7 separate regions of the Mus musculus genome follow, and all the other regions are linked to region 1. Evidence: chromatin contacts called from public Hi-C and promoter capture Hi-C data. All regions are on one chromosome and are shown on one strand. The core of a region is the stretch at or near the end of the contact, and the rest is flanking DNA. Distances in the headings are between cores, read along the strand shown. Region 1 holds the start of Nars2 (asparaginyl-tRNA synthetase 2 (mitochondrial)(putative)). Region 2 has its middle 18 kb from the start of Tenm4. Region 3 holds the start of Tenm4 (teneurin transmembrane protein 4). Region 4 holds the start of Aqp11 (aquaporin 11). Region 5 overlaps Tenm4 (teneurin transmembrane protein 4). Region 6 holds the start of Rsf1os2 (remodeling and spacing factor 1, opposite strand 2). Region 7 holds the start of Rsf1os1 (remodeling and spacing factor 1, opposite strand 1).

The links. Promoter capture Hi-C pulls out the DNA fragments that hold promoters and counts their contacts. Hi-C and Micro-C count contacts between places; a contact is called where the count stands out from the background.
Region 2: a contact with region 1 is called in a promoter capture Hi-C map of embryonic stem cells, with 3 times the contacts expected there. The contact joins the enhancer-like site here to the promoter of Nars2 in region 1. A contact is called at or near these places in 3 of 39 promoter capture datasets (the 3T3-L1 cell line, embryonic stem cells and maxillary cranial neural crest) and 5 of 115 datasets of contacts at active chromatin or transcription factors (acute myeloid leukemia, astrocytes and embryonic stem cells).
Region 3: a promoter capture Hi-C map of embryonic stem cells shows a contact between it and region 1, with 4 times the contacts expected there. The contact joins the promoter of Tenm4 here to the promoter of Nars2 in region 1. A contact is called at or near these places in 7 of 39 promoter capture datasets (the 3T3-L1 cell line, cranial neural crest, embryonic stem cells and 2 more) and 2 of 115 datasets of contacts at active chromatin or transcription factors (acute myeloid leukemia and embryonic stem cells).
Region 4: a contact with region 1 is called in a Hi-C map of erythroblasts, with 7 times the contacts expected there. The contact joins the promoter of Aqp11 here to the promoter of Nars2 in region 1. A contact is called at or near these places in 2 of 39 promoter capture datasets (the HPC-7 cell line, HPC-7-derived erythroid cells and erythroid cells) and 1 of 484 Hi-C or Micro-C datasets (erythroblasts).
Region 5: a promoter capture Hi-C map of embryonic stem cells shows a contact between it and region 1, with 3 times the contacts expected there. The contact joins the enhancer-like site here to the promoter of Nars2 in region 1. A contact is called at or near these places in 1 of 39 promoter capture datasets (embryonic stem cells), 1 of 484 Hi-C or Micro-C datasets (embryonic stem cells) and 10 of 115 datasets of contacts at active chromatin or transcription factors (SST interneurons, astrocytes, craniofacial prominence and 7 more).
Region 6: a contact with region 1 is called in a promoter capture Hi-C map of neutrophils, with 2.7 times the contacts expected there. The contact joins the promoter of Rsf1os2 here to the promoter of Nars2 in region 1. A contact is called at or near these places in 6 of 39 promoter capture datasets (the 3T3-L1 cell line, 3T3-L1-derived adipocytes, the C10 cell line and 3 more), 1 of 484 Hi-C or Micro-C datasets (erythroblasts), 1 of 115 datasets of contacts at active chromatin or transcription factors (astrocytes) and 1 of 9 other capture datasets (adipose tissue).
Region 7: a contact with region 1 is called in a promoter capture Hi-C map of the HPC-7 cell line, with 3 times the contacts expected there. The contact joins the promoter of Rsf1os1 here to the promoter of Nars2 in region 1. A contact is called at or near these places in 3 of 39 promoter capture datasets (the HPC-7 cell line, HPC-7-derived erythroid cells and cranial neural crest).

The regions. Positions count from the first base shown.
Region 1 is chr7:96,950,147-96,952,928 of GRCm38.p6, forward strand. It overlaps Nars2 (asparaginyl-tRNA synthetase 2 (mitochondrial)(putative)), which reads left to right and starts at 1,381. Exons shown (of 14, transcript NM_153591.4): 1 at 1,381-1,798. The coding sequence starts at 1,658.
Region 2 is chr7:96,151,891-96,154,672 of GRCm38.p6, forward strand. No RefSeq gene overlaps it. Among named protein-coding and RNA genes, the nearest start is that of Tenm4, 18 kb to the right of the region's middle. Within about 2 kb of position 1,366, at least 151 of the 459 cell types and tissues checked have an H3K27ac peak or open chromatin away from gene starts, as enhancers often do. A contact at or near this core is called in embryonic stem cells, where this site is marked.
Region 3 is chr7:96,169,866-96,172,647 of GRCm38.p6, forward strand. It overlaps Tenm4 (teneurin transmembrane protein 4), which reads left to right and starts at 1,379. Exons shown (of 33, transcript NM_001310762.1): 1 at 1,379-1,628.
Region 4 is chr7:97,736,909-97,739,690 of GRCm38.p6, forward strand. Aqp11 (aquaporin 11) reads right to left here and starts at 1,339. Exons shown (of 3, transcript NM_175105.3): 1 at 461-1,339. The coding sequence starts at 1,079.
Region 5 is chr7:96,203,842-96,206,623 of GRCm38.p6, forward strand. The region is part of intron 1 of Tenm4 (teneurin transmembrane protein 4); the gene reads left to right. Among named protein-coding and RNA genes, the nearest start is that of Tenm4, 34 kb to the left of the region's middle. Within about 2 kb of position 1,365, at least 13 of the 459 cell types and tissues checked have an H3K27ac peak or open chromatin away from gene starts, as enhancers often do. A contact at or near this core is called in embryonic stem cells, where this site is marked.
Region 6 is chr7:97,695,111-97,697,892 of GRCm38.p6, forward strand. It overlaps Rsf1os2 (remodeling and spacing factor 1, opposite strand 2), which reads right to left and starts at 1,357. Exons shown (of 3, transcript NR_154552.1): 1 at 1,002-1,357. It overlaps Clns1a (chloride channel, nucleotide-sensitive, 1A), which reads left to right and starts at 1,547. Exons shown (of 7, transcript NM_023671.2): 1 at 1,547-1,759. The coding sequence starts at 1,620.
Region 7 is chr7:97,643,710-97,646,491 of GRCm38.p6, forward strand. It overlaps Rsf1os1 (remodeling and spacing factor 1, opposite strand 1), which reads right to left and starts at 1,403. Exons shown (of 3, transcript NR_126461.1): 1 at 1,331-1,403. The region is part of intron 4 of Rsf1 (remodeling and spacing factor 1); the gene reads left to right.

The DNA.
Region 1 (2,782 bases), core at 131-2,630:
ATCTAAAGGCAGACGTGTGGATCCAAACACTGAAAGCAAATCAGAAGATAGAATTTAACACAGTAAAGGATAAACGGGAGCAGTTGGGTCTGAGCACAAAGCTTGCAGGCAGTGATCAGCTTTCACTACACACTTTAGATTACCCACTGCTAATTTCCCATTTTACCCACTGGGGTCCCTTTCCCTTGAGTTACTGAACAATGGTTCTCTGCTTAGTTTCCTAATTAACCCTTTGCCTTAAGTAGAGGAAGATAGTCTCCCTGAGACTTAGCAGAGCAAAGAGGAGGAAGAAAGATGAGACAGAAGAATTAACCTGAAGAGAAATTGAGCTTGCTGGTTGCTGGTTTCACTTTTTTTTTTGGGGGGGGTATCGAATATACTTTTATACTTTAAGATATAAGCTATCTCTACATATTTGGAAGGCTACAAGTTTTTGATTTTTCCTTTCTCAAGGTTCCAGAAGTGCCCCAAAGTATTTTTATTGGAGATATTTTCAAGTCTGTCCAGAGAAGAGTTTTACAATTCTTTCAGGCCATTTTCCTTCCCAGCAGATTTTCCTGTCCTCCTCTTACAGGAAAATTTCTGACATTCTCATCTGGAAAAATTCTAACCTTCCTCAAACTCAGCCTAATTATCTCTTTCTCTGGGTCGCCACTCCACTTACCACACACATATCTATGTGTGCTCTTGCTGGGTATAATGTGATGGTTTCTCTCGGTTTCTGTCTCACTGTCTCTTTGTCTGTCTCTGTGTCTCTATCTCTCCCTCTCTGTCTCTGTTCCCCAACCAACATCTTTTCATCATAAGCTCCTTGATGAACAGGACTATGTATGGTGTCTCATCGTGGCAACTTAATTAGTCCTTATTTTGACCTTTTCTTGTTTAACTAGATAAAAGCATTATCATGTGTCTCACTGAGTTACGAAAAAATATTTTTGTGTAAACTTAAAATGTAGCTGAATATATGCAAAGGCCATTTTTTTCTTTTCAAACAAATGCAAGTAAGAGAAAAGATTTGCCCATTCTGGCAGGCAAAGCTCCTTTTTAAGCAACGAATTGTTTGGCTACCACCCAACAGTGACTTCAGCAGGTACTACGTCTGGAGACTGACTTCCCAGAGCTCAGAACTCCTCTCCACCCCTAAGACTCTGCACAGACACTTGCCTTCTGCATCTGTCAATACTGCCCACAAGTATTCCTCAGTCTCCCTAGAGATGACCCAACAGTAGCTATTTCTGAGAAACCTGAGACAGCCCTTGCGCCTTAGCCCCGCCCACCTCAGCTCCTGCACCGCCCCTACCGGTGCGGCGCCTCACGAGCTCCCGGACACAATCACGCATGCTCAGACTCCACCCAGCGTGATGACGGAAGAGCGAGCACGGGGTGACGTAGCTCAGTTGCAACGTGCTTTAAGTCTGGGTCTGCACTCCGGTCCCATGTACGGTGTGACACTGACCGCTGTGTTCCGTGTAGTCGAACCTTCTGTGCTTTCGGGAGCGGGACGCGGAGGTGGGGTCCCGTGGGAACTGCTCGGGGCGCGGAGGGAAGAGCGACAGGAGCGCATGACGGCAGGACTGCGCGGCTGAAAAAGGCTGCTCTCGGGGACTGTGAGCCGGGACGTAGCCCGGCATCCCGTGGAACCCTGTCCGGTCTCGCCATGCTCGGGGCCCGGCGCCTGCTCGGCGCGCTGCGCCTCTGTTCCTCCGTTTCCTGCCCCAGGCCCCGCGCGTCTGCCAAAATGCGCGTGCGGGACGCCCTCAGGGTCCAGGACGCGAGAGGGGAGTGCGTAACGGTGCAGGTGGGTGTGTGGAAAGACTGCTGCCTGAGCTTGCTTGACTTGAGCTGTCTCCAGAGTCTACACTTCTGGGACCGCACTGTTATTTTTGCAAATCGTTCTGACGATCACAAGTGCAGCAGCTGAGTTTTCATGACACCTAGGGGTTTCTTGTAAACACTTTAATCATGCGGAAAAGTTGAAATGAACACTCCCTTATTTATTTATTTATTTATTTAGTTTTATAGTAATAACTTGGGATGCTTTGCCCTAGTTCCTTGAGAACAGAAATTCTGTCTTTCCTTTTTTCCTGTTCACCTGGCTGGCAGGAAATAGTGGTTCCAGGTGTGTCCAGCCTTTTGACATTGCAACATGAGGTCTCCACCTACCAAGTTCATACTTGAGTTACCGCCTCTACCCTCCAGTTAAAAAGTCTCAAAGTTTACGAGTCCGTGTTGGGCTGCATTCATAGCTATCCTCAGTTGCTCACTGCGGCTCATTGTACACAAGTTGGACACAGGAGAATCCATACCTTTTCAATTTCAGTCACTCAGGCTCCTGAGATTTCCATGTATTTAAACTAGGAGAAAGAGCAGAATGTTGTAGTTTGACAAGCTAAGGGCTGCAGTTGCCTTGGCTTAATTCGCTTGCCCTACTATGTAGCTTGTTACTTATAGGCATGTCACGACAGTGCCTCAGGCCCCAGTTTCTCTTATGAAAATGGAGATAATAGTCTATATTTTGGAGAGTTCTGAAAATTAAACGGGTTAATGAAGACAGGCTATTTAGAACAGAGGCCTCTCAGTCAGTGTTAGATGCTGTTATTTGTGACAGCTTTGAATAAATTCCTAAAAGCACAGAAAGAGTAAGACTGGTGCTTGGCTGTTTCCTCTTGAATTACTGAAATAAACTAATAGGTCTTACCCATATTCCTGATATCTGGCACTATGACCAAGCTGTTCTTCCTTGCATTTCTTTGGGTTTATTACTTGTTCCATGATCCCAATC
Region 2 (2,782 bases), core at 116-2,615, 800 kb before region 1:
AAAAGGGTTTAAATTTGTACAGCACGTTATAGTTTGCAAAAATGCTTTCCCATTCATTAGCTTGTATGTGCATCATAATAGCCCCATGAGAAAGACAAGATGATGGCTGCTAGCCATTTTATGGGTGAAGAAAGGACTCAGAGGGCTCAGGGATAAAGTGACTGGTTAACAGCTGGTGGGAGGTGAGATCTTTACCCCAAGCTCGAGGCTCTTTGCCAAGCCTTCAGAGAAAGGCTTGGGCAGCCTTGCTCATTGCTCTGAGGTTATCACCAAAAGACAGAGTGGGAACCATCGGTGAAGGAAGCTCAAACTCAGAGTGACTTCTCCTAAGCCTCCCACTGTGTGATTTGGCTCATTGGATTTGAAACGCATCGCTGGATACCTCTACCACCACTGGTCAGAAATAAGCCAAGTCGGTAGCAGGGGTTCCAGAATTCAAGCTCCTCTGTTAGTAAATATTTGGGGAACCACACTGATAACTCCTTCAAAGACAAGTGTGCAATTCAACGTTCAGGAGCAAAGGAACAGGAAAGTGGAAGACCCCAAAGCTGCAAGACATCCAGAGAGGAACAACAGAGACACAAAAGAGGGATCGAGGAGAATAAGAAATCTGGTTAAGAAAGGGCAAGAAGGGGGAGCTAGAGGGATGGCTCAGAGGTTAAGATTGCTTGTTGCTCTCGCAGAGAACCTGGGTTCATTTCCTGGCATCCTCATGGTGGTTCACACGTATCCTTAACTCCTCTTTCAGGAGATCTGACTCCCTCTTCTGACCTTTGTGGGCACCAGGCACATAGGAACTCATACACATAAATAAATCTTTAAAAGAAAATGTAAAGAAAGGGCAGGAAGGATGACCATTAAAGAGGAGTGAAAAGGAAAAAAGAGGGGGAGAGATTAGTTTGAGAACAAAAGAAATCGGCACAGCCTTGGAGAAAAAGAAAGGGGGGTGGGAAGTTGCCTGGCTTTGAGTAACAAGGAAAGCATGTGTTTTAAAGAGGCGATTAAATATCTTATTCTCTTGTCCCTAAATGTAAATGTTTCTGTCTCCTTGGGAGTTAATCAGGCTTAAAGCAATTCTAAGCCTTAAGGGCTTGGCTTAACCGCAACAAAGAATGTGTCCAGCATGCTGACCTCTGTCGGGCCAGTATGTAAAGGCAGCAGAGAAAAGAGATTAAGGAGCTGCCCTCACACCGGCGGTGCAGCCACTCCTATCAAGGCATCTCCAGCCCCTACCCCCACCTCCACCACCCACTCCCCTGTCCCCAGCGGGCAGAAAGCTGACCCACAAACGCAGCTGTGAGTCAGGAGCCTTTTAAGCACGCTTCCACACCCTCTGCCCCTCTAACAGCTACCAGAGGAGACGGAAGGCTGAGAGAATCCCCATTGGCTGAGAGAGTGGTAGGCGGGGCATAACCCTCAGGGGTGGAGTCTCTGGCAACTGCTTGGCCTTCCGGGCCTGTGGTAGTGAGTATTATAGGAACTTCTCTAATCACAGATCCTGCTGTTTCTTCTGTTTGCTATTTATTGTATTTGTGGTTTTATTAAAATCCTGCTACATAATATATTGTTGTGATTTTTCTAGCTTAAAACAATTTGCAAGTCAGGAAATTGGAAAGAGCAGCGAAATGGCTGGTCTCTGCTTCTCAAAGTTTAGGTCTTCATACCTAAAAAAAACCAAAGTATGAAAACAGCTAGGAACTTCTTCACTCACATATCTGTGCAGCACATATGAACTATTGGCTGGAGTAAGGCACTAGAGGCTCTTTCTGTGGCATAGACTCCCTCATCTAACCATTGGCATCCTACAAACACAGCCAAATTCAAGGAAAAGAAGAACCAACACCCAGATCTTGATAGAGCTGGGGGTGAGGTAGAGGTAGTTTCCAATAGAACATGCCAGGAAGATGAACAGCTTTGAGAATGGCATTCTCCTTAAACCACTACACTTCTATCAGGTACCATTGTCCACCTAGGAATGAGGAGTCTGGTCTTTGAAGGATGAAGTAATGGATCCCCGTTTCATCAACTAACAGTAAGCAAAGGGAGAATTTCACCCCAGTTGCTCAAAGAATCCTGATTCCATATTGCTACAGGCAACTTGAAATGATAAAAAGGACTTCCTCTTGTGGCCCTTGCAGCCACACCGTATGTGGGACACTGTGCTGAACATACTTTGTTCTTTTCTTCACTGACCAAAAAAAAAAAAAAAAAAAAAAAATGCTATTATTTGTTGAGATTACTCTGTGCAAAGACTTGTTTTGTAGCTGGACTTTTCAGAGTCCAGGGTGTGTCTGTTTTATAACGGAGACTGGGGAGGGAAGCAGTCACTTGCTCAACCTCCCCATGTGACAAAGAGTGGCAGCTGGGAACCTGCCTTCTGTTTTCTGACCAGAGAAGATTGTCAGATGGTGCGCCATGCAGAGGCCATTGTTTGTAAACAGACAGTGTTGAGGGGGCCTGGGGCTCCTTTGCAGAGATATAAACTTTTCTAAGGAAGCCTGAGCAAAAACAGGACATAGAAGAAGACTTTTGTCTCACTTGCAGACTTTCCAGAGATAGGTGTGTGTGTGTGTGTGTGTGTGTGTGTGTGTGTGTGTGTGTGTTAAAATTGTGTGCATCTGTGTGCATGTTCCAAAGCCAGTGAAAACGACATTGGGTATCCTGTTCTACCACTCTTTGCTTTATATCTTTGAGGTAGGATCTCTCACTGGAGTTGAAGGAGGCTGTTAGCCAGGGAAGCCCCAGTAATCCTCTTCTCTCTGCTCCCATGAGGACACATGCG
Region 3 (2,782 bases), core at 129-2,628, 780 kb before region 1:
CTTTCCCTGGGAGACAGGGGAAGTCCCTCAGATCTCCATACAAATTTTTCTCACATCCTCTTTGATCCTGGAATCCCTCATCTTCCTCCTTGTGTTGAAGTCTAGTTCCTTGTAGCTGTGTCTACTGTCATCCACTCTCTGTTCAGGGGTTCACTCTTTTGCTATCGTTGATTTTTGAAATCATATTTTAATTGCAATTATAATTCCCTTTTCCATTTCCTCCTTCCACACCCCCTCCCCCTCATATAACTGTCCCTGCTCTGGCTCAAATTCATGGCCTCCTTTTCATTCATTGTTATTGCATATATATCCCTAATATGTTTTCAGGACTACCAACTGGTATGCTGTCATTCTTTTTTCTCAGCATATCATAGGACTTAGGATGTATCTTCAGAAGATGAAGAATTGCAGGAACTTGTGCATAAATAGATGAACATTTACATCTCAGACAACAAATCTATGAATCAGTGAATTTAAAATGATTTATGGGATGTTTGGATGGATGGATTGATGCATGGGTGAATATGGGAAATAAAAGTAAATGCTTCATACATGAAAAAAATGAATGTGTGCATGTTTGGCAAGTCTATAGATTACATGAAATGACAAATAGGTGAATAAATGAATCTTGACAAATAATAATACAATTGAACGTGTCAGTCAGTGAGTGAATAAAAATGTATGTGAATACCAAATGGGAGGATGAATATGTAAGGGAACATAAATTAATAAATAAATTAATAAATAAAGCAATTAGTGCAAGGATGAATGGTGAGTACAGAACAGACTGATAAATTCACACATGCAGGAATGAAGGAATGAATGAATGAATGAATGAATGAGGGAAGGAGCCAACAGATTGGGGGCATGGATGCCTTCCCTATTTTCCAAGGACAGTCCCACCCACAGTGCCCTGTGATGAGAAAGCCTGAGGTACTCGGACCAATGAGTTTCCAGGAATCAGCTTTAAAGTTGTAGTTTCAAATCTGGGGTTGAGTCCCACCTGCACACAAAGGATGCATCTGGCAGGAGTCTCCTACAGTCAAGACAGTGGAAACCAGGGGCATATGACCAGGAACGCTGTGCCCAGTGTCTCAGTTCCCAGTCTCAGCACTCTGCTCCATCCACGTCCTGGAGCCCAAGCAGGCACCCACAGGCAAGGAAATTAATTCTTTCCATCCAAGAACAGCCTCTTGTAATGAAGAGGCTGCTGCAATATCTTTGCAACAAGCAGCAACCCACATGTTTGATTACAACAGGTTGAGCCATTCCACGCTCCCCAGTGCCAGGGCTCAGGGAAAAAGAAACGAAAACACCAGCACAAAACATGAAGCAAGCACACACGCTCCCTGACAACCAGCATCGGGTGGGGATGGGAAGAGCCCCGAATCTGGACTCCTCCACTTGACACCGGGCCACTAAGAGACATTCTTTCTCTGTGCTTCCTTTTCTCTTCCTCAGACTCTGAACTTCAGCAGTTTTGAATGACTGACGCGTCCCTACTCACCCCTGGGACGTAATTCCTGCAGGATTGTGGCAAACTAGTATTTCAGGTTCCCTTGGCAACCCCGGTGCCCTGTCTCCTGAGAACTGTGCATCCCCAGGACCTGAGAAGACCTGACTTCTGGGTAAGAATCTATACTTTTCTGTTTCTCTGCTGTTCCCGCCCCCTGCAGCAACCTGGCTGCGTCTTGGATGGGGAGGGGCTGGCTGGGGAAAAGGATATGGTTGAAGTTAGAAACCACAAAGTGGAAGGAGGAAGACCCTATGTGTTTCAGTCCCTGGGTGAGAGGGCACGGGCACGGCATGTAGATTCCTGGAATGAAAAACTGCTTGCTTCCAGTCTTCAATCTTGTCATTGCTTGTTCTATGATGCAACTTTTGAGTAATCGCTGCCACCTAGGACTGGGTGCCCATTTAGCCTCGGGCGTTTGTCAGTCATTGAATTAATCACTCTACTTTGACACATGCAGGAAGGCGTTACTCTCCCTCATAGCTGTGGGGAGCAGGTAGGGGATCCTGAGCAGGCCCTGCAGTGGCAGAGTTGGGGGGCAGAGCTGTGTGGATGTGTGGCGACTTCCTTCACTGTGTGCAGAGTAAGCACTCTTCCCAGGCATCAGGAAGTCTATAAAGCCGGCCACCAAGCATCAAAAGGTTTTGCTTTGTTTGGGGAGGGGGTGGAAGAGGCAGAACCTTGGCCTTGATGACTAACTCTAAACAGCAGCCTCTGAGAAAGACAGTGATGTGCAAATTACTGATTTTTATTGGACACTTTGGGGAATATAGCTGTTTGTCAGGAAATGAAAGAGAATGTTTGTGCTTATAAAATTATATGGAAAATCAATGTGGTGTTAAGTATATTTCTCAGTTGTTTGAGTCAAGGACTGTTCTCTCGCCAATTCTAGCAAACTCCAAGGGGATGGCAAGGTCCCAAAGTGCAGCCATGGGACTGGATGGAAAGGTCAAACCTCTGTTTCCTACCGCCCTCCATCTTCCTGGTGTGTGTCTAGTGACAGAAAGGGACAGGGTGGTGAAGGCTGGGCTGAGTGGCCAGCACTGCATCTCAGCAGCTGCACTTAGCTGCACATGGGAGTCTTGATGCTCCAGTCTCTTCTGAGTTCTTTTGCTCCACTTTAATTTATGGATCTCTGTAATATCAAGCTTCTGTTACAGATGGGGGTGACCCCGGGGGAAGCATGTAGCAGGAAAGGAGACTAAAGTTATCCAAAACTTGAGTGAAACTGGAGTCTGCATAACTTCCAGGTTTCAGGAGCCACCTCCC
Region 4 (2,782 bases), core at 89-2,588, 790 kb after region 1:
AATTTGTAGGAAAAAAGTAGGACGTGAATGCAGCTACAGAACTGCTTCTCCTCGCGGTCAACTACTGACCTATCGTGCACTTTAAGCTCGAAGGAACTTTTTGACCGGATCGTTTCTCAGTAAGAGTGTCAGAAGCAATCTATACCACCTTGGCATGAGAGCCGTAACTGATAAGCTGCCTTTCTAACATTAAAACAATCCCTTTGTGGGCTATTTAAGCCTTTGGCAGTAATCTGCCACGATCTTAGTTTCGGCACCGGAGTGTCTGCTTTCTCTGGGTGTTCAAAACAGCAATGAATGAAGATCTGTATGTTGGCTCCAACTGCTAGGCTGCAAGGTGGTTAGAATAATAAGTGGCCCAGGGTAGGGTGCAGGGGGTGCTCAAATGTATCGGTAAAGAACTTAGAACCTCTGGTCATAGAGGCTCCGGACTGCCAAGTGTTTGGTAGGAATAACAAACCTGCATAGGCCAAAAAGGTGATGAGTGCAGCCAGCAGGTGGATGCGAAGCTTGGTTCGGACCTCCTGGAAGTGCAGTAGAGCGCTGTGGAAAATAAAGGAGCAGATGGCCTCTATGATGATCGCTTTGGACATGTCGGTGTGGATGGGATTCCTGCAAGCTAAGATCCTTTCGTCGTAATGGTACTTGGTCAGACTCAGGCTCCACAGGGCGCTTATGCAGTACCTGCTGCACAGGGCGCTAACCAGCTGAGCCAACAACCTCACGGCACCCATTTCGGGGGACATACCCCCCAGAATCATCTGCATCATCACGCCGCACGGGTTGCTAGCTGTGCCCACCAGGGTCAGGCCATGCACCAAGGAAAAGAAGTAGATCAGTGTCAGAGTCCAGGTGGGGTGCGCAGAGTCCTGCTCGCTCAGCACTTGGAGCTCGTGGGTGCAGCAGCAGAGCTGGAAGGTAGCTAGAAACTCCAGGACGAAGGCGTGGACCACGGGCCTGTGTAGCTGTTGCCGGGCGATCACGCGGGCCAGCCCCACGAACAGCACGAACAGCAGCATTAGCCCCAGCGAGATGCAGGTGTCCTGCACCTCGGGCCGGAGCCCCAGTAGCGCGGACATGGCTCCCTCACCGCTGGGGATGGCTGAGGGCGGCAGGGACAGAGGAGCGTCGGGGGCTGGAGTCCGAAGTCCGCCGCCCCGCCCTCCCACGCCCCTCAGGGGCGGGCCGAGTGGAGAGCCCGGGTTCCGCGCTGGAGGGCTCCTCCCCTCCCCGGCTGCGCTGTGCAGATGTGACCTGAGCCGGGGAGGGGGGGAGGGCGGGGGAAAGGAGGCGGCGAGGGAGCTGTCCCTGGGCACTGGCGGAGGGGACAACGGTCTGTAGAGCCCCACGCGCACCCGCCTTCCGCCGCCTCCCTCAGCACAGGGCCAGGGCCCCGAGACCACTGCGCACGCGCGTGGCGCCCGAGCTCTGGGCTCTCAGCGCCGGACCCCGAGCCTAAGACCGCACCACGCTGGTGCTAGAGCATGTGGCGATCGGAGCGTGGCTTGGGAACTCTGCCTTGATCTTTGCACACTCCGGAAACTGTACTCCACGGAGCCCCAGAGGTCATCTTTGCAGCCACCCCGTTTTTACTAATGGAGAGACTGAGGTTGAGGAGCGAGGAGGTGACCCTCAGGGAAGGAGCTGTGGTCAACTGGGAGTGGGCGTGAGAACCGAGGTTTGACTGGTTTGACAAGGTGTTAGAGCTTTGGTTTTCTTCACCCACACTCGAACTTTTTTCGTAAGTGTGGGGGAAAATATATATATCCATTTATGTGTAAAATTGACGTTAATTATATTCACACTTTATCTAGCTATCGCCACTATTTCCAAACTTTGGATGTTGTGTTTTATTTTTTATCGAATGCATTTGCTTAATTATCTAATTGTCTTATTTATGTTTATATATGTGCATACACACACACACACACACATATATATATATGTATGTATATACATACATACATACATACATACATACATACATACGGGGGTCGCTGTGCCCAATCTCATGTGTTCCACAAGGTGGGTCCCAGGGATCAAACTCAAGTCCTCAATTGGGCACCTTTACCTGCTGGAAGCACCTTGCCTGCAGGTGGTGGTTTAGGCATGAAGTCCTCAAAGTTTATAATGTTTATGTTATCTTCATCATGAGATATTAAAATACTAAGAAAACATTGTTTGCTTGTTCTCATTGGCATCCAGTGTGGGAAGGAAACCCTTGGATTGGTTGGCTTCCCAGAATCCTGGGACAACCTGAGGCAGGATGGAAAGAAGGGAGTTTGAGGGGCCATGGAAAGGAAGCTAGCCTGGAGCTGAAGTCTTGCACCAGCTGAGAGTCAAGTATTCCAGCACAGTTAACATCTATTGTGAAGTTTGCCTTATAGATATCCCAAATAAGAATATTAAAATAGGTGCTGGTGAGATGGCTCAGCGGTTAAGAACACTGACTGCTTTTCCGGAGGTCGTGAGTTCAAATCCCAGCAACCACATGGTGGCTCACAACCATCCTTAATGAAAAACAAATAAAAAACCTATGGTCCAGTGCGAGCGGGGCCGGAGCAAAAGGGAAGGGGGGAAAAAGGGAATATTAAAATAGTTCTGGAAGTCACTTTCTGAGGCGACCTTCCTCCTAGATGGTCTTTGTGACTTCCAACCATGGCATACCAGGGCCAGGGCCACAGAAGGTGTGGAGGGTGATGGTGCAGTCCGCCAACCTCAAGTTCAGATACTTGCCAGGCAGATTCCGGTGTGGCTGTGTGAGCAAGTGAATATTGGGAAA
Region 5 (2,782 bases), core at 115-2,614, 750 kb before region 1:
AAGGAGAAAAGAGTTTGTTAGACTTACACATCACTGCGCATCACTGAAGAAGTCAGGGCAGAAACTCAAGGCAGGAATCTGGAGGCCGGAGCTGGTGCAGAGGCTATGGAGGAAAGCTACTTATTTGATGGTTCCCATGGCTTCTTCAGCCTGCTTTCTTACAGAATCCAGAACCATCAGCCCAAGGCTGGCGCCACCCACAAAGGGGCGGGCCCCACCCTCCCCCACCAATCATTCATTAAGAAAATGCTTTACAGCCTGCCTGCAGCCAGATCTTATGGAAGTGTTTTCTCAGTTGAGGCTTCCTTCTCTCAGATGACTATAGCTTGGATCAAGTTGACATAGCACTAGCCAGCACAAATGACAATGTATGAGAGTTAGTTTGCTTCTTTGTGGAACCCAGGGCTCAGTCTCAGGTGGCCAGATTTGGCAGCAAGTTCCTTGACTTGCTGATAGCCTTTTGCTAGTTCTTGCTTAACGTCCCCGTGTCTCAGTTTTCTCACCTATGTTGTGGAAATAGTGACTGTGTCGATCACATGGCCTGGAGCTACAACTGAAATGAGGTAACCCTCTTTGCTGTTTTCCAGAAGTGTTCAGGCCATGCAGGGTCTATTAACATCCGTTTCTTAATTCAGTGAAGGAATTTTTGCTAAGGATGTGTAAAAGCCAGATAGGCCGTAAGGAGCAGAGTGGAGGACAAGATCCAACCATTTCCCTAAAAGAGTATTTGTGATGATCCTAGGGCGTGCTCCCCTTACTTGCAGACAGTTTAAGTTGTCATTTATTCCCAAATACCAGCTTCTCTTTCCATCAGGCCGAAAGACAGCTCACGGGTTAGATAGGCAGGCAGCACAGAAATTCACTGAGTCAGCTGGCCAGAGAGTAGTCATGGCTTCCCCTCTTGCTTTTTACAAATGTGGTTGAGCTAGAAAAGGCCAGGAACCGGGGGTGGGGTGGGGGCGGGGGTGGGGGGGTGTCTTCTGACACCGACTGTCCATACGCTGCGGAGCCAGCAGGGGGGAGTGGGGGTGGGTTCAGTACTCTCACGCCCTTTCCTTGGATAGCAAGAGGATCCCACAGATGATACATCCGGGAAGCTCCAGGCCACACCCAAGGACTTCCAGGAACCTTCCCGGTTCTCCTCAGCCTTCACTACTGTTCAGCATTCAGCTCTGACCATTTCTAGGCGGTGCCCCCTTCTCCTTCACAGGCTCCCCCTCAGGGTGGGTGAGGAATGGAAAGAATTGCAGATGTAGAGGTTGGGGAAAGATGGAAGGAGTCGGCTTGCTTAGGTGCTGTGCTATTGTTATTCAGGTTAAGGAACATCCAGTCTCTTATGCTAAATATCTCAACAGGGTGGGCATTCAATGGGGAGCTTTTCTAGGGAGCTTTCTACTTACATTTAGCTGCCTGAAGCCTGGGGGCGTGCCCTGACCCTTTCCTTACCCTCTAATTGTGAAAGTCTGCCGGGGCCTATCAGTGGGTATCTAAATCCTATGAAACCAGCTTGGCATTTGATAAAGTATCAGACAGACAGCAGGCATGAAGCATTGGCCGCTCCCCCTCTGTGATCCCTTGCCTGGAATTCTCACATCCAGCAACCCTTCTGTAGTAACTGCTGGTCTCCAAACAGAAGTTGTTATTTTTTCAAATAAATATGTTTCCTAATTAAAACTTGCCCTTTAAAGACTCACACGTTCTTGGCCCCACTTTATGTTTTCCTTTCCTTGTAACATATTACAGAATCAATAAGGGCAATGCAAATATCTTTAATATATACAGCTCCAACGGCTCTAATAACGCATCTGCCTCCACACAATCGCCCTCTCCCCTCACCAGCCCAGCTGATAATTTCTGCTGATTTGTTAAATGCCTTGGTATTTCACTCTGGATGATAAAGCCTGGAAGGCACTTAGCTCTTCAGGGGATTGGGGAGGGCACATTGAAAAGGGACAAAGTGGATGGTGGAGATTTCCAGCCATGTCTGTGGTTTTTATGACAGTTCTTATAAACAAGGAACAATTAGTATCCGAGGCAGAGAAAGTACAGAAAGAAAGAAAAGAAGAAAGAGAGAAAGAAAGAAAGAAAGACAGAAAGAAAGAAAGAAAGAAAGAAAGAAAGAAAGAAAGAAAATGTCTATTACTCATAACCCCACCATCCTCAGTCAAAAATTTGACAATATTTTTATATTTCTTTTCTTTTGTTCCCTAGTTAATTTTTGCTAGAGGATTTCAAAAATATAATTATCAATTTTGAATTGTTTTAAATTTTGTTTACAAAATAGCAATATCCTAACGGACTGAAAACTAGACCAAAATATTATTTGAGAGTATACACATAATACTCTAACGAAGGCTGTTCCAATATTACTTTTCTTTTTTTTTTCTTTTTTAAATATTTTTATTAGGTATTTTCCTCATTTACATTTCCAATCCTATCCCAAAAGTCCCCCATACCCTCCCCCTCCACTCCCCTACCCACCCACTCCCACTTTTTGACCCTGGCATTCCCCTGTACTGGGGCATATAAAGTTTGCATGACCAATGGGCCTCTCTTTCCAGTGATGGCGGACTAGGCCATCTTTTGATACATATGCAGCTAGAGACAAGAGCTCCTGGGTACTGGTTAATTCATATTGTTGTTCCACCTATAGGGTTGCAGTTCCCTTTAGCTCCTTGGGTACTTTCTCTAGCTCCTCCATTGGGGGCCCTGTGATCCATCCAATAGCTGACTGTGAGCATCCACTTCTGTGTTTGCTAGGCCCCGGCATAGTCTCCCAATA
Region 6 (2,782 bases), core at 107-2,606, 740 kb after region 1:
CTACCCTTGGAACCTACCTTGAAAACCTCTTTCTGAAATCTACCACTTAGAAAGCACACCTACTCAACGTTTTAAACTGGAAATTTAGAAACGATATTTAACCTCTCTTCTTTGTCTATTCTTGTCTTCATCGTCACAAATTCTTCCTCTCAATCTATATCCACATGACGAGGATTTTAACCTTCAGAGAGTTCTAGAATCTTTTCTCATCCCCTCCCTTACTCCACTCCCACCTTCTCATTCCTGTTCAGGGGACCTGCCTCCTAGTCTCACTAACAACAAACTAAATTTTAAAACGTAACACTTGGAACTGACTGGAGACATGGGTCAGCTTGTGAGACTGCCTAATGCCTTTGCAGATAGGGTCACTGCGCCCAGGCAGGGTGGCTCACACCTGACTGTATGTAGGTAGGTATATACATATATGTGAGGAAAAAAATCTTTAGATTCCTCTGTTGAAAAGAATCCAAAGGGAAAAAAGGAGGAAGAAGAGAAAGAAAGATAAAACTGCTATCACATCCTCCATGTATGTTATCCAACCTAAACAGCCTTAGCCCCATAGATATTACAATTCTACAGCCAAAAAAAGTGGAGTCTAGAGGTCAACTGACTGAATTCCATCCACCAACTCTAGCTTGTGAGTTTAATGCCTCAGGTCCCATCTGTTAAAGTGGGTAATAGAAAATGTGTTCATATTGTGTATCATAAAGAAAAAAATTAATTGAGCAAGTGTGGTGATGGGTGCTCATAGTAGTACCAGTAAACTGGAGTTCGGTGCAAATCGATTATGTATTGGAAGCCAGCCTGGGATACTTAAAGAAGCCCTGTCTCAAAAACCACGAAGGAATCCATGAAGAAATATAAGAGGTAAAGTCCGTATGCTGTGTGGTCTATAGGTCTCTGTTATGGGTTTCTATTCACCAAACCTGTAGGTTTTCACTGCTCTTATTCACTGGGACCTAGCGAACAGGGAAGGCAAGGGTTCCTAACCAGTGGCCTACCTTTCCCTCGGGCAGTCTTTTGACTGTCTTGCTGCGCACTGTCCATCATTAATGTAACCTTTTCGTGCTCGTGGCATGACTCGTGGGGATGGGGCGCTCGATCTCTCCGGCGACGTGGGGACTAAGAGGTCTGGTAAATGGCTGTGTGAACCCAAGGAGAACAGGCCTGACGAGGCGGAAGCAGGGTAGACTCGTGCACCCAGCCGGGAGACTTGGGATCTCCAGATGCGTGTGGATTTTATTTCTGTGAGTCCTCCTTCGGCGAGGGACTCCTGGGGCCTGGGTCCCTTCCCGCTTTTTGTTGGGAAAGGCTTGGTATTCCTTATACATCCTCTCTCGGGGTTTGCTCCTATGACCTTCAAAGAGAACCACATAGAAAACACTCGATTATTCTAAGCATCCTTAGAGGAGCGGGAAAGGGGAACCGATGCCACGTGACAAAAGCCAGCCGGCTCGCTGCGGACCTCTGAGTTGCCTAGAACATCCCGTCTCTATGGTCAACCGCATGCTAAGGCCCTCGCTGAGAAAGTTGTTCTTCCGGGCTACGACTACTGCTTCCGGGGCAGCTCCGTGCGAGCCGCGATTGCGGTACTCGCCTCTCTCGGTTCGCGTGGAGCGATGCTTTCCCCGGCAATGAGCTTCCTCAAAAGCTTCCCGCCGCCTGGGTCGGCCGACGGGCTCCGGCTGCAGCAGCCAGACACCGAGGCTGTGCTGAACGGGAAGGGGCTCGGCACCGGCACGCTTTACATCGCGGAGAGGTAAGGTTGGGGGGCGCCGACCAGCCGGCCGGCGCTATTGTGCGGGCAGGGTGGGATTGTCCCCTCCCGAGCTCGGCTGGTTCTGTCCCCTAGCCCGCGTTTCTCCCTAACGACCTGTGCGAACCGGCCTGTCTCCTGCAAGCCTGGCGCGTGGTCACGTTGAGTTTTGAGTCTGCAGAGCCTCGGTTAGTTTTTCCGTGGGCCTAGCTTTCGGAATGGTCGTGTCAACTAGACGATTTCCCTGCGTGGAATATGTAGCTCAGATTGTGACGGGTTACGACGTTTGGTTAATGAGCTGGGATGTTCTGCTTCAAGTGTGTGTGTTTGTGGGGGCTGGGGGGAAGGACCATCTTCAGGCCCACGCAGGGCGGAGTCACAACCAGCCGAACCCGACTCCTGGATGTGCAGGTCCTGGAAGGAATTCTTCTATTTCACTACCTGCAGGATTCAGTACTTTCACAATAACATAGACATGCCACTAAAATACACACTACATACACGCTCATACCCTCCTACCCCCACCCCATACCTTCCTGTTCACCCGCCCTCCCTCCCCATTTCTTTCCTTTCCCTTCCTCCCTCCTTTCCCCCCTCTTTCTTTCATTCTTTCTTTCTCTTCTCATTCTTTCCTGTCTTTCAGAGTCTCTGGTTTACCTTTTGCTATATTCTATTTGTTGGCCACAAAGGAAATCCTCTGCTTTTAAGAGCTCGAGTTATAACATTGCTCCTGCCTAGAAAATCCAGGCTATCTCGTTTATTTCACCATCAGTAGATTAGTAATCTTAATTACATTCAAAGTCCCTTCTTTCATGGCACTGGAAAACAAATCTCTTGGGGACCAAGATTATGCCTACTACAGAGCCCAGGGTATAAACGTGTAAAGAGCTATTTGTTCAGAGAACAGTGTGGATAGTGGGACTGGGTGTTTAGACACCGACTAGAAATACAAATGTGGGTGGGTGCGCAGTTTGGTTGGTATATGTGTTTGGAGTAGCCATGAGGGAGAAAGAAAAGGGATGGGAG
Region 7 (2,782 bases), core at 153-2,652, 690 kb after region 1:
TTTTTAAACTAATAGTAGTTTAATAATAAGTGAGCCTTGTTATTGACCAGTAAGTTTAGGGGCATAACTGGACATTGACGATTCAAAATGCCAAAATTACAAAGTGCAATAATTTTCTAATACTGAAAATCTACCACTAGTTACAGTGTGTATTTATTAGCTACTGACAGCATCAATGTATTACCACAGTTTTACAACTTCTCTTAGGCTGGACATGACTGGATGGCGTTAAGTAAGGATGCTATCAGAGCCTGGAGGCTCAGAATCCCTAGAGCAAACAGGCTAGCTATAGGAGCCCTCTCAGTGAGCTTTGGGTATAATTGAGAGACTCTGCCTTAATTTGTACAGTGGGAACCAAGGATGATGCACGATGTTAGCCTTTGTCTTCAAAATGTATGCACCATGCTCCATTGGTGCCCACACATGTGAACATGCAAAGTCATGCATGCATACCTCATAGACATCTTATATAAAAGAAAACCAAACATGTACTGTTGTTTATACAGTGCCTATTTGCATTTATTGTAGAATTAGTATAAATATGAGGCACATTAGAAGTAGTTAATGCATACATGTGCACATATTCCACATTGAAAATCATTTCATATATTCAGGTAAAAACTCAGATAAAAGTTGTAAATTTTATTGAGCTAAGTTTGTTAGTATTTAGACTTCTCCTATAGAAAGTGGCAGTTTTATGTGGTTTAACTAACAAATTTCAGCAACAGAACTGTCCCCCTTAGTTTTAAACCAGAATAGTATTTTTTACACTTATTTCACCACTTGTTTAGGCCTCTGGATACTTTTTTTATAATTGATCAAATACTTTATGAAAGAAGAAATATATAGTGACAAAAGTGTTACTATTAAGTCCTCATGAGGGAGGAGGGAGCACACAGATCTTAAGTTGGCATAATTTAATCAGGTGCTCCCTTAAGTCAGAGAGATACTATAGAAAGTATTTAGATCCTAATTCTAGTAAGGAAAAAACACTTGGTGTAGACAGGTGATTGTTTCATAAAGTTACGTACATGTGGCTAACATTAACATGAACAAATGACCAGCAGGCTGAGAGAATTCCCAGTGGAAACCAGTTAAGTATGCCTTTATCCCAACAGATATCTTACAAATTAATAATTTATAATTTCCACTAAAATGACTAGGTGAATATTACTCAGAAATGCAGGTATTAACAAGTTTACAAGCCAACTGGAACTTATATCTTGCCTTCTACAAATATAAACACTGCGACCACTCTGACTAACCATTTGGTGGTGTCTTCAGATGTTACTATACTATTATACCGTCAGCTTCATTCCTTTGTACTTACTATTAACACAAGGCTTGTCTGAGCGTTTTCATTTCATCTTCTTGATCTTCCATTTGCCTTTGCATTTGAAAACAGTCTTACTCTGTATCTGAAGCTGCCCTTACCCACTATGCAGTTGAAGCCTAGCCTCAGTTATGACCTCATTCCTGTGACTACTGTTATAGTTGCTATAGCATCTTTGTTCCTAACAGTACTCATGCAGTAGATTACTGGTAAGCAGCAAAAGAAATGATCTCATGCGATATGAATTTGTCTCAAAAATCCTTGGTTGTGAAAGAAGCCAAACAGATATAGTATTTGCCTTTATTTGTTGTAAGCTTAGGTATTAACAAGACTACTAAACTGTGGTTATAATAATCAACACTGAGAGCAGCCAGGCGTGGTAACACACACTTGCAATTTTACTGCTCAGGAAGCTGGGGCAGAAGGATCTTAAGTTTTAGGCCAGCCTGGACTACTTAGTGAGTTCTGAGCCAGCTTGGGCTCAAGAATGAAAGCCCCATATTTCGTCTTGCCTTGGTAGGAGTTTATCTGTGTTAGTGTTTGGATATAAGTCTGTGGCTTCTATCCCCCTGGTTCATGTTTTGAACGTGGTCCCCTGTGAGTAATACTACTTTTAGAAAATGATGGAATCTTTAAGAGGTGGAGGACCTAGCCTGAGGGAGTGAGTCGGAGGATGAGGTTTGGTAGCCCGCCCCCCAGCTCACTGCCTGTCTCTACTTCCTTGACTGCCCCTGCTCTTAACCACCATCTCTTCCCAGCCATGATGGGCTGTACCCTTCAAACTAAAGCCAAAGTAACTTTTTTTTTTCTTTTTTGCTGATTTTTGTCAGATCTTTGTTCACAGCAGCAAGAAGAGTGACTAACACAGTGAGTGTCTGTGCAAAGTAACTAACTGAACTGAATGCTAACTGAGCTCCTTTTAGCCCTGGCAGGCTGAAAAAGCCGGGAATCCCAGCATTTCTGAGGCCGAGCTAGCCTGCTCTTCAAAGAAGACATCATGCTAAAGCAATACAGTTTTACAAGTAAACAAGGACATGCTGCCTTCACAGTGTATGAGTTGTACCTCTAAAAATATTTTTAAATGGATTGTGGTTTTGATAGTTATTTACAGAAATTTAAATTCTGAATAGTGAGTACAATTTTCACGTATCTTTATTCATAGGCCTCTACCAGGAAGTTTAAAATATTTTTTTGTTTTATTTTTTTAATTATATAGTATATGTATGTGCAGGTTGTCCATGTGTGAATACAGGTGTTCACAGAGTCCACAAGAGGTTGCTGGACCCTCTGGAACTAGAATCACAGGTTGTTGTGAGCTGCCTGATGTGGTACTGGGAACTGAACTCGAGTGTCGTGCAATGGCAGTGGGTGCTCATTACTACTGAGCCATTTCTAAAACTGTCAGGACATTCATTAGCTATGCTGCTAACAATGATTAAGAAGGTGAGA